3 separate regions of the Mus musculus genome follow, and all the other regions are linked to region 1. The links are chromatin contacts, called in public Hi-C and HiChIP or PLAC-seq maps. All regions are on one chromosome and are shown on one strand. The core of a region is the stretch at or near the end of the contact, and the rest is flanking DNA. Distances in the headings are between cores, read along the strand shown.

Region 1 (3,052 bases), core at 260-2,759:
GGTATTCCTTGGCTCTGGACTGCCAGGACGACTTTCCATCCAAGACTTATGGTGTCCTTTTCAGCGTTGTGTCACATAGTTCCATACTTGAGCAGATACAAATTTTATTTAAAATATATGTGTATTCTTAGAAACAAACCAAAATTTGTATTCTAACTTTGTGTTATTTCAATAGATGGCACGGGTAGACAGGTAATTTTGTCTTCAGAGACAAGACTTTAGTCATACACATTAACTATGTAGTTTTAGCTGTTAGAAGATACAGGCCTTGATATCCATATCTACAAGTCAGTATATGTCTCTTGGATTCACTACATGGCATACAGCAGGAGAATATTGGAGTGCTACTTACAGTCAGCACCAGAATTCTCACCTTTGGGAGAAAACATTATAGACCATTATAGAAAACATTACAGGAAAGATGAGATGTAGTTCCAATGTTCTTAAGGGAGCTTCTAATCTATCAGGATTTCTCATGAAGAATCCACCTGTCATTCTAAAGTTTGACTGGGTCTCCTCTTGGTTCAGTGCCTATTTCTGGCTTCATCAACTTACTGCAGTATATATTTTTTAAAGGTATAGTTATTGTGAGATGGAATGCTTATCTTGGCGTTTACATTGTGATAAAGATGAAAGACAGCTTTCCCCTCTCACGATAGAAATCCAACCGACTGACAGATGCTAAAGGACTTATGCCTGATTGCTTGGGATCACAGCCTTTGGTTATGTCTGGTGTACACAGTGAGCTCAGCCTTTAGTTTAGTGCCTGCTGTACACAAGGTTCATTGGTCAGCTGAACAAATGTACCTGATTGGCAACCTTGCATTAGAGTTAAAGTCTATTTGGACACATCAAGAACAACGGGATATAGTAATGATTTTTTTTTCCCTCCAAAACCTGCTAGTGCTAGGATACAATTTTTTCTTCTGGGCCCTAACAGGAATCTCAGCATAATTCTATCGTGATAACTTTCTTTTGAAATTATTAAAAAGTCTGTAGTGAAGTGTGAAGTATGTGAAGAAAACTATAAGGTTAATACGGATGGAAATCGTATTATCAGAAATGCTAGAAAGATCAAAGAACGTTGTTAGTTAAAGCAACTGAGTCCAGCTTCTCTAGTATCTATCTGTGCCGGCTGCTAGGTTGCTTAGCAACTCCGCAACGCTTCCTCATCCGCCCGGACCTTGAGTCCCGGCCCCAGTTCCGCCGCCACGTCCGGCTTCGACTCAGTCCCTACTTCCGCCGTAACCAGCCAGTGGGGACCTAGCGGCCGCTCTGTTTGACATCCCTTATATTGCCTGACTAAAAATGTGTCAGTGAACTACCAAAAGTAGAAACATATCCTCTCTCTACCATTTACACTTCAACTTGATACAGACACACTCAGAATGAAATGTCTAACTGTGGGCTATCGGCCTTCTGTAGCCTGTGAGCTCCGACACAATTTTCAGGCGCTGTGTGGATAGCCGCGCTGGAGGGCGACGTGGGCCGCGAAGGCCCCCGCTGCCGGCCATCAAGGAAGCGCGGCGGGCGGCTGGGCGCGGTGTGTGTCAGGCGGTTCCACCATGTAAGTATCCGTCCCTGTGTCCCGGCCTTAACCCCGTGGCCGGTCCCGACCGTAACGCCTTCTCGTTCTCTCCGGCAGGTCGAAGGTGTCCTTTAAAATCACGTTGACGTCGGACCCGCGGCTGCCGTACAAAGTGTGAGTGACAGGCAGGGCTGGAGCTGGCCGGGCCTGGCGGGACAGAGGGGGACAGGAGGAAGGGTGCGGCATTTCTGCTGAAAGCCAGTGGCCCCTCGCAACGCTCTGGGTGGGCAGGTGCAACGGGAAGAAGGTTGGACGAGGATGGAACCCGTTTACTTGATTTAAAGGTCTTTACCTGGACCAGCTGTTACCGGAAGTTAGGGAGGACTTCCCAAGTCTGGACTTTTGACAGGTCCGACCCGAACACTCTTAACTTCAGTTTTTTTGCTTTGTTGTGTATAAACACAACGACTGGGTGCCTAGGTGCTGAACTCCCAGTCACACACACTTGGATCTTTATAAAAAGTGCTTAGCGGGATTGGGAAATGGGGGTGTAGGACCTTGTGTCCTTGTTGGGCCCTTCCTTGTGCTTCAGCAGTTCAGTTGATGGCTAACACAGGTTACCCAGCTCCATCTTAGTATGATTTTTAAGTTGACCCCTTTTGAGTTCCTGCAGCTGGAAGACCTATGCTAACCTGCGACAGACCAGGGTTTCCATAGATTTCATTCATGACGGGTTTGGTGGCACCAAGGCCCAGCTAACTGAGCTGAGAGCAGCTGTCATCGTTTTCTGAAGTTTCCCACCCGTGATCCATTCAGCCTCGTGGCCTGTGGTTCCCTTATCTTTCCATGTCTAAAATGGTCTACGTATCCCTCGTCTCTCCCGTAAGGGCTCATTCTAAACGGTTGTCTTCAGATGGCTGTATTCTCTTCCTCTGGATGATGTACCGCAGTGTGCCTTCAACAATAAAAGTTAAAAGTTTTCTGTCACTTTTGCCTCCCTAGTGCCATACCCACTCATTTCGTGTGCAGACGAAAGTCTGTAGTCTAGGTTTTTTTTGTTGTTTTTTGTTTTTTTTTTTTAAAGATCGTTTCTTTGCTAACTCCCAGGAATCTGATAGCCACCTCTCTGATAGCTTGGAATATTTTGCTTGGTGAAAAACCAAATTTATGTTCTCTGCACTTAACTCTGTTCCTGAAGAAATTACAATAGTGCTGATGAGTTTTATGTGAAACCCTCATAACTGGCACTCGACTGTGCTCCCCTAAATTTTCTCATTTTCCTATCCACAGAAAGTATTTTTGTCTTATTTCAAAATTTCCACAGCTCCTTTTCCCACCATTCAAAAGAAATCAGAGGGGACGCCTCTCACTTTTATGGAATGCCCGTAAACATCTCCCATGCCTTTACAAGAAAGCACATAGCTACTGTTGGGAAAGCCCCTTTCTACAGTCTTCCTGCTTTGTTCTACTGAGGATTAGGTTATTAATTAACATTTGGAAGGAAAAATGCTAGCACAAAAAATT
Region 2 (3,052 bases), core at 147-2,646, 730 kb before region 1:
TTAGTAAATTTTTACTTCAGCATAATATGACTGTAAATTTTAAACTAGATTCCAATAATTTATTTGCTTATTTCTATGTAGACTATTTGAATATCATGTAAATGTTGTAGCTAGTAACTAGCTTCTGTATCTTTAAGCCAGGTATATATTTTTAAAGAGATTTTCTTACTTTTATTATATATTTGCCATATGTGTGCAGTTCCCACAGAGACCAGAAGAGGGCGACATACTCCTCAGAACTGGACTTACAGATGGTTGTGAGACACCATGTGGGTACTGGAAACTGAACCGTGTGACCTCTGGAAGAACAGCCAGTGCTCTTACCTAGTGGACTATCTCTCCAGCCTCTAGATATTTCTTTTCTAAATATTTATTTAGTGATGTTCATTTCCCTTTAAACTTCGCTGTTACTGATTCCCACACATTTGGATGAGTTGTGTTTTTATTTAGTGCAAAATGCTTATTTTAAATTTCTTTTCTCCTTGCTGTTATGTGTTACAGAATTTAATCTGCACACATGAGGGGTACTCAGGTCCCTTTCTGTCATTGATGGTTAGTCCAGCTTCACCTTAGTCTGAGAGAGACAGTGAGTGTGTTCCAAAGTCTTTTATTCTCGAAGATCTTCTTGTGGCTCAGAACACTTTGTCAAGTGTTCAATTTGAACTCCTGAGCTATGTGCAGTATGCTGTTCGATGAATTCGACTCTAGTTATCGACTGATCCAGTTGATTGATGGTGCAGCTGAACTCATTTTTAACTAATGTCTTTGTGTGTGTGTGTAAGCCTTTTAGTGTGTCCTATATTTTTTTCTTGAAAGCGGGATATCCTGCATTGTCCGTAGGTGTGGAGAAATGCAGTGGCAAGGAGTGGTCGGGAAGCCGGAGCTCTCAGGCTGGGAGAAACCGAGGTTCCTGCAGCATCGCTCTCCCTGCCGGCCCCTCGGCTAGGATAAGTCGGCCATCACTGGAAAGAGAGGCCCATTGGACTTGCAAACTTTATATGCCCCAGGACAGGGGAAGGCCAGGGCCAAAAAGTGGGAGTGGGTGGGTAGGGGAGTTGGGTGGGGGGAGTGTATTGGGGACTTTTTGGATAGCATTGGAAATGTAAATGAGGAAAATACCTAATAAAAAAATTAATTCTAAAAACAAAACAAAACAAAACAAAACAAAAACCTTTACAAGTCAGTTTCTCCAGAGCGGACCCGACTGAGAACAGAGCATCTAACAATGATTCCTTTCCCGGAGTTGGAAGCATGGGTGAGTTTTCTCAAATGTCCACTGTAAGGATTAGCTGAAACTCTGAGAAGTAAAGTTGACAGCCGTGTCAGGCCCCACTGTGGCTGGCATTTCCTGAGTTCAGACTCTTCCCGCCGAGCCTGCAGTGAGCCTTGCGTTGGTTACACTTCCGCCTTCCCTGCCAGCCTGCTCTGGGTTCCGGTGGTGGGGCAGTGGCTGGGGACTATGAAGCCACCTGGGTTTTCCAGTTTGTTCAACTTTCAACTTACTGTTAGAGAATAGAAAGTGTCTCGCATGCCCAGGCAGAAAACTGAAGTCTGTTTTCTAAATTTCAAACTTTAGTTTTTTTAGTTTTTCTTTTTAAAACTTTTTTTTTTTTATTAGCTATTTTCTTTATTTATATTTCAAACGTTATCCCATTTCCTGGTTTCTGCTCTGAAAAACCCCTATTCCCTCCCCCTGCTCACCAACTCACCCACTCCCACTTCCTGGCCCTGGCAGTCCCCTATACTGGGCATAGAGCCGTCACAGGACCAAGGGCCTCTCCTCCCATTGATGTCCATCTAGGCCATCCTCTGCTACATATGCAGCTGGAGCCATGAGTCCCACCATGTCTACTCTTTGGTTGGTGGTTTAGTCCCTGGAAACTCTGGGGATACTGGTTGGTTGATATTGTTGTTCCTCCTATGGGGTTACAAACCCCTTCAGCTCCTTGGGTCCTTTCTCTAGCTCCTTCATTGTGGACCCTGTGCTCAGTCCAATAGTAGGCTCCGAGGATCCACCTCTGTATTTGTCAGGCACTGTCAGAGATTCTCAGAAGACAGCTATATAGACCTTTTGTGAAAAACATTTGTTCTCCTGGGTCACAAGTCTCAAGGTCTGTCTGAGATGCAGAGGGAGTTCAGAGCCGTCCTGGTTAACCTGGTGAAGCCTTAATCAAAGAGTAAAAATAATAAATAAGTAAACAAATAATCAGAAAGTAGGAAATAAGTAGGGGATGGGTAGAACACTTATCTAGCACGATTGAGGCCAGGTATTCCATCCCCAGTGCAGGAAAAATAATAGAAGTAGGGGCTGGAGAGATGGCTCAGTGGTTAAGAGGACTGCCTGCTTTTGCAGAAGACCTGGTGCCCACAACCTCCTGTGCTCCAGGTTAGGGGATTCAACTCCATATTCTGGCTTCCATAGGTACCTGCCTTCACATGGCATTCACACACACACACACACACTCACACACTCACACACACTCACACACTCACACACATGCACTCAGACACACACACACGCACACACACACACTCACACAATCACACACACACACACACACACACACACACAGAGGAAAATAAGATTTAAGTTGAAGAAAAGAAAGGTTTACTTCTCACTGATCTTTTTGGATTTGGTTTTGTTGTGTATCGAAACAAAGTCACACTCCCCATGTATCCCAGAAAGGCCTTCAACTCACAGCCCTCCTGCCTCAGACTCCCTCAGCTGCAGCCATAGGTGGGGGCTGCTGTGCCTAGCTTGTTACGGTTCTGAAGGCTCCAGAGTCCAAGAGCAAGTCATCACCAAACTAGACTGTGGTGGGGGCTCACTCTGCTTTATAATAGTGCTTTGTCGATGCACCCTTACATGGTGGAATGGAGAAGCAATCTCTTCAATCAATAAGGGTACCAGTTCCACCCAGGAGAGCAAAGTTCTGGGGGCACTTAAACCACAGGCTTGCAAATACCACACAGCACCATTTATCATTGCTGTTCCTATCTCACACCGGTTCCCTCAGGCATCTGAACATACCTGATGCTCTAGGAAGGAAAC
Region 3 (3,052 bases), core at 174-2,673, 700 kb before region 1:
TATCCTGCCTCTGCCTCCCAAGTGCTGGGATTAAAGGCGTGCACTACCAAGCAGAGAATGTTGGAGAACTTCTTACCTGTGGCAGGTAAGGATGGCGGATGGCGGGGGTAGGTGGGGGACGGGGGAATAATTTCCAAAGCCACACCCTCCATGAATTAAAGGAACATGGGGATTTTATCCAGGGACCCTATGTGTATGCACATAGGAAGCCCTTTAGCCACAGAAACATTCACCAGGCTGTTCAGTTGAGTAGTACATTCTGAGCGCTCTGCTTTGAGGTCCTAGCTCAAGAAAGAAAAAGGAAGGCCACATCTTTGGGCATACTTTGTTCCAGATGTCAGAACATGTTCAAGAGCATGTGGTGAGTAAGGGCATGGTCAACTTATGTCAGAAAATTTTAGAAAAAAAGAGAAAGATATTTTGAAGGTTTATAAATACAGCAGTTTGTCTCTAGAGGAGCCTGCTACCTAAAAGAGAGAGGCAGTGTATTTAATGTCAGTACCACCAACAGCAGGGCAGGCAGGCAGACAACCAGAAGACCATTGCATGCTTAGGAGCAGGGTAAAGTGACTAGGGAGAAGAAAGCTGGTTGCTAGGGAGTTGTGGTCAGGTAGATATGCAGAGGTTTGTTGTTGCTTGTTTTTGTTTTTGTTTTTTTGTTTTTTGTTTTTTTTTCACATGTGTAAGGCCTAGAGTCTGAAGCTAACCCAAGGAGTGTGCACTCATTTATTTAAACATTCCATCCATCGTCCTTGCCTGTTCTTGCCTTCACTGGCTAAAGGCAGGAAAAGAGTGAGCCAGGAAGCGAGTTGGGAAGCGAGACAGGAAGCGAGTCAGTCCTTCCCCAAATGGCTCTGCCAATGTAAGCACAAAAGAGCCAAGCCATTATCCAACTTTCCAAGAAACAGTTTGGTCTTGGTGGTTCCTTTATTGGATTGCAGAGCTCACACCTTGGTGGCACAGTCAAGTGGCCGTGAAGTTATTTCATATGCAAAGTGACAAGAATGTCACCTTGGTGTCTGGTGAATTTTCACACAGCAACAGGGGGACATTCTCTTCCCATTGAAATAGAAAAACCCAAATTGCCACATTTCCACCCTGCCTGCAAGTTTCCTTTTTCATTGTAATATGACCATTGTCACATGTCTCTCGGTAAAGTCGTCACTATTTTCTTTCCTAATCTGGGAAAAGATTGAGGAAAGAGAGTGTTTTGGAGACCGTTCTATAGAGAAGAAAAATGATATTTTGTGTTCAGTGCATGTCTGTCAGCAGAAACCCAGTGGAGGCAAATGGGTTAAGTGTGGTCCCGAGAGACCAGCCTCCCAGGGTCTTTGCATCCTGCTGTCATCTTGCCTTAGTGTGTGCTAAGGAGACTGGAGTGATCCCCAGGTTATGCTTTCCTGGGAGCCAGGCAAAGATCAGGAGGTGGGGCACAGCTGCAGGAAGTAGGTCATAGGGTGGGGCATGCTTACAGGAAGTAGGTCGTAGGGGGTGGGGCATGCCTGCAGGAAGTAGGTCATAGTGGGGTGGGGCATACTTGCAGGAAGTAGGTCATAGTGGGGTGGGGCATACCTGCAGGAAGTAGGTCATAGGGTGGGGCATGCTTACAGGAAGTAGGTCATAGTGGGGTGGGGCATACCTGCAGGAAGTAGGTCATAGGGGAGGGGCATACATGCAGAAAGTAGGTCATGGGGCAGGCCCCTGTAGGTGCATCTTAGTGTAGCTCCTTCCTGAGGCCTCATCTTTACTGTCTGCTCCATTTTGACATGCTCCCTTTGTTTAAACTCATAGAGCCAAGCAGCCATTGGCTGAGTTCTCAGAAACCACGAATCAGAACAAATCCTCTCCTCTAAGATGAAGGTATTTGTGTCTGGCATATATGTCACAGTTACTCGCAGGTGGCTGAAAGAACACGCATCTTCTATTTTCCTCTCACTGTCTAGGCTACAGTCAGACTCCAAGGTCAGGTTTGAAGGCTAGTTTCAACAATGATTTCAAAAGTAACATGAAAATCTAGACAGGGAGCATGCTGGATAATCACATTTTTCCTCTTGAAACTGCAATTTAGTTTAATTTGTAGACTAAACTAAACCTACACTAGCAAAAAAATATCTGTGGAAAAAGCATTTGTGTGCAGAGCAGGGTGAGCACGTGCTATCCTGGGGTTGCTAGCAGGCCCACAGTGGGTTAGCCCAACAGGGAGGCATATATTGTCTAGATCCCAGCTTATAATAACGTATAGCCTTCATCTCTCAGGCTTTGAACTATGACTCCCGAAAAGCCTGAGATTCATCAGTGTGAACACTGATATTTAACATCAGAATAACAACCGAATGTCCAGTCAATGGGAGGAAAGAATAAATCTTCCCATGGGTGGTGAGCATGCACAGACATTAGCATTCTGGTCCAGCAGCCTGGCCAACAAGACCGAGAGGCCATATGCAGAAATTGCCTTGTGGGAGCCTGTGATTGCAGTAAAGGAAGGGATTACAACGACTAATGCCAGAAAAAAAGAGGGATCTTAAATTAAAAAAAAAAAAAAAAAAGCCCACCTACGTGAAGGACTTGGAGAGATGGTGCAGAGGTTAAGAGCACATTCTCTCCTTGTAAAAGGATCCTAGTTTGATTTCCAGTACCCACATTGAGAGTCTCACTGACACCATGACTTCAGTTCCAAGGGATCCAACACCTTCTGGCCTCCTCAGGCACTACGCAGATGGTACACATGCCCACATGTACAGGCATACACATGTACACATTAAATAATAAGTGAAATGAATCTTTAAAAAAATGTTGTTTTGTAGATACAAAAGTATATGTCCTAATACAGTTACTCTGGTGATCGCTCCTGAAATAAGCATTGTCTTTATAATCTTTTAGGGAATAATACACTTTCTGTTACTTTGCTATATGTTAGATTCATTCATTTCTGTTTGTAAAATCTTACTTAAAGGGGAAAAATGAGATGAAAAACTTGGAGCTAAAGATTTGGGAACATCCCTGCCTTCACATTTTATATAAATCCTCTATGGTTTAAATGATTTCTTGCAAA

What was found. A called contact is a pair of places that touch in the nucleus more often than the background predicts. HiChIP or PLAC-seq counts read pairs in DNA pulled down with a chosen protein or histone mark.
Region 2: an H3K4me3 HiChIP or PLAC-seq map of pro-B cells shows a contact between it and region 1, with 5 times the contacts expected there. The contact joins the enhancer-like site here to the promoter of Ufm1 in region 1. A contact is called at or near these places in 5 of 39 promoter capture datasets (cranial neural crest, embryonic stem cells, hippocampal neurons and 2 more) and 1 of 115 datasets of contacts at active chromatin or transcription factors (pro-B cells).
Region 3: a Hi-C map of rod photoreceptor shows a contact between it and region 1, with 2.9 times the contacts expected there. The contact joins the enhancer-like site here to the promoter of Ufm1 in region 1. A contact is called at or near these places in 4 of 39 promoter capture datasets (cranial neural crest, hippocampal neurons and liver) and 1 of 484 Hi-C or Micro-C datasets (rod photoreceptor).

The regions. Positions count from the first base shown.
Region 1 is chr3:53,862,264-53,865,315 of GRCm38.p6, reverse strand. It overlaps Ufm1 (ubiquitin-fold modifier 1), which reads left to right and starts at 1,509. Exons shown (of 6, transcript NM_026435.5): 1 at 1,509-1,567; 2 at 1,646-1,702. The coding sequence starts at 1,566.
Region 2 is chr3:54,588,520-54,591,571 of GRCm38.p6, reverse strand. Gm40050 (a long non-coding RNA gene) reads left to right here. Exons shown (of 3, transcript XR_867293.1): 3 at 841-1,021. Among named protein-coding and RNA genes, the nearest start is that of Gm40050, 11 kb to the left of the region's middle. Within about 2 kb of position 1,396, at least 85 of the 459 cell types and tissues checked have an H3K27ac peak or open chromatin away from gene starts, as enhancers often do. A contact at or near this core is called in pre-B cells and pro-B cells, where this site is marked.
Region 3 is chr3:54,566,067-54,569,118 of GRCm38.p6, reverse strand. No RefSeq gene overlaps it. Among named protein-coding and RNA genes, the nearest start is that of Gm31154, 33 kb to the right of the region's middle. Within about 2 kb of position 1,423, at least 36 of the 459 cell types and tissues checked have an H3K27ac peak or open chromatin away from gene starts, as enhancers often do. A contact at or near this core is called in rod photoreceptor, where this site is marked.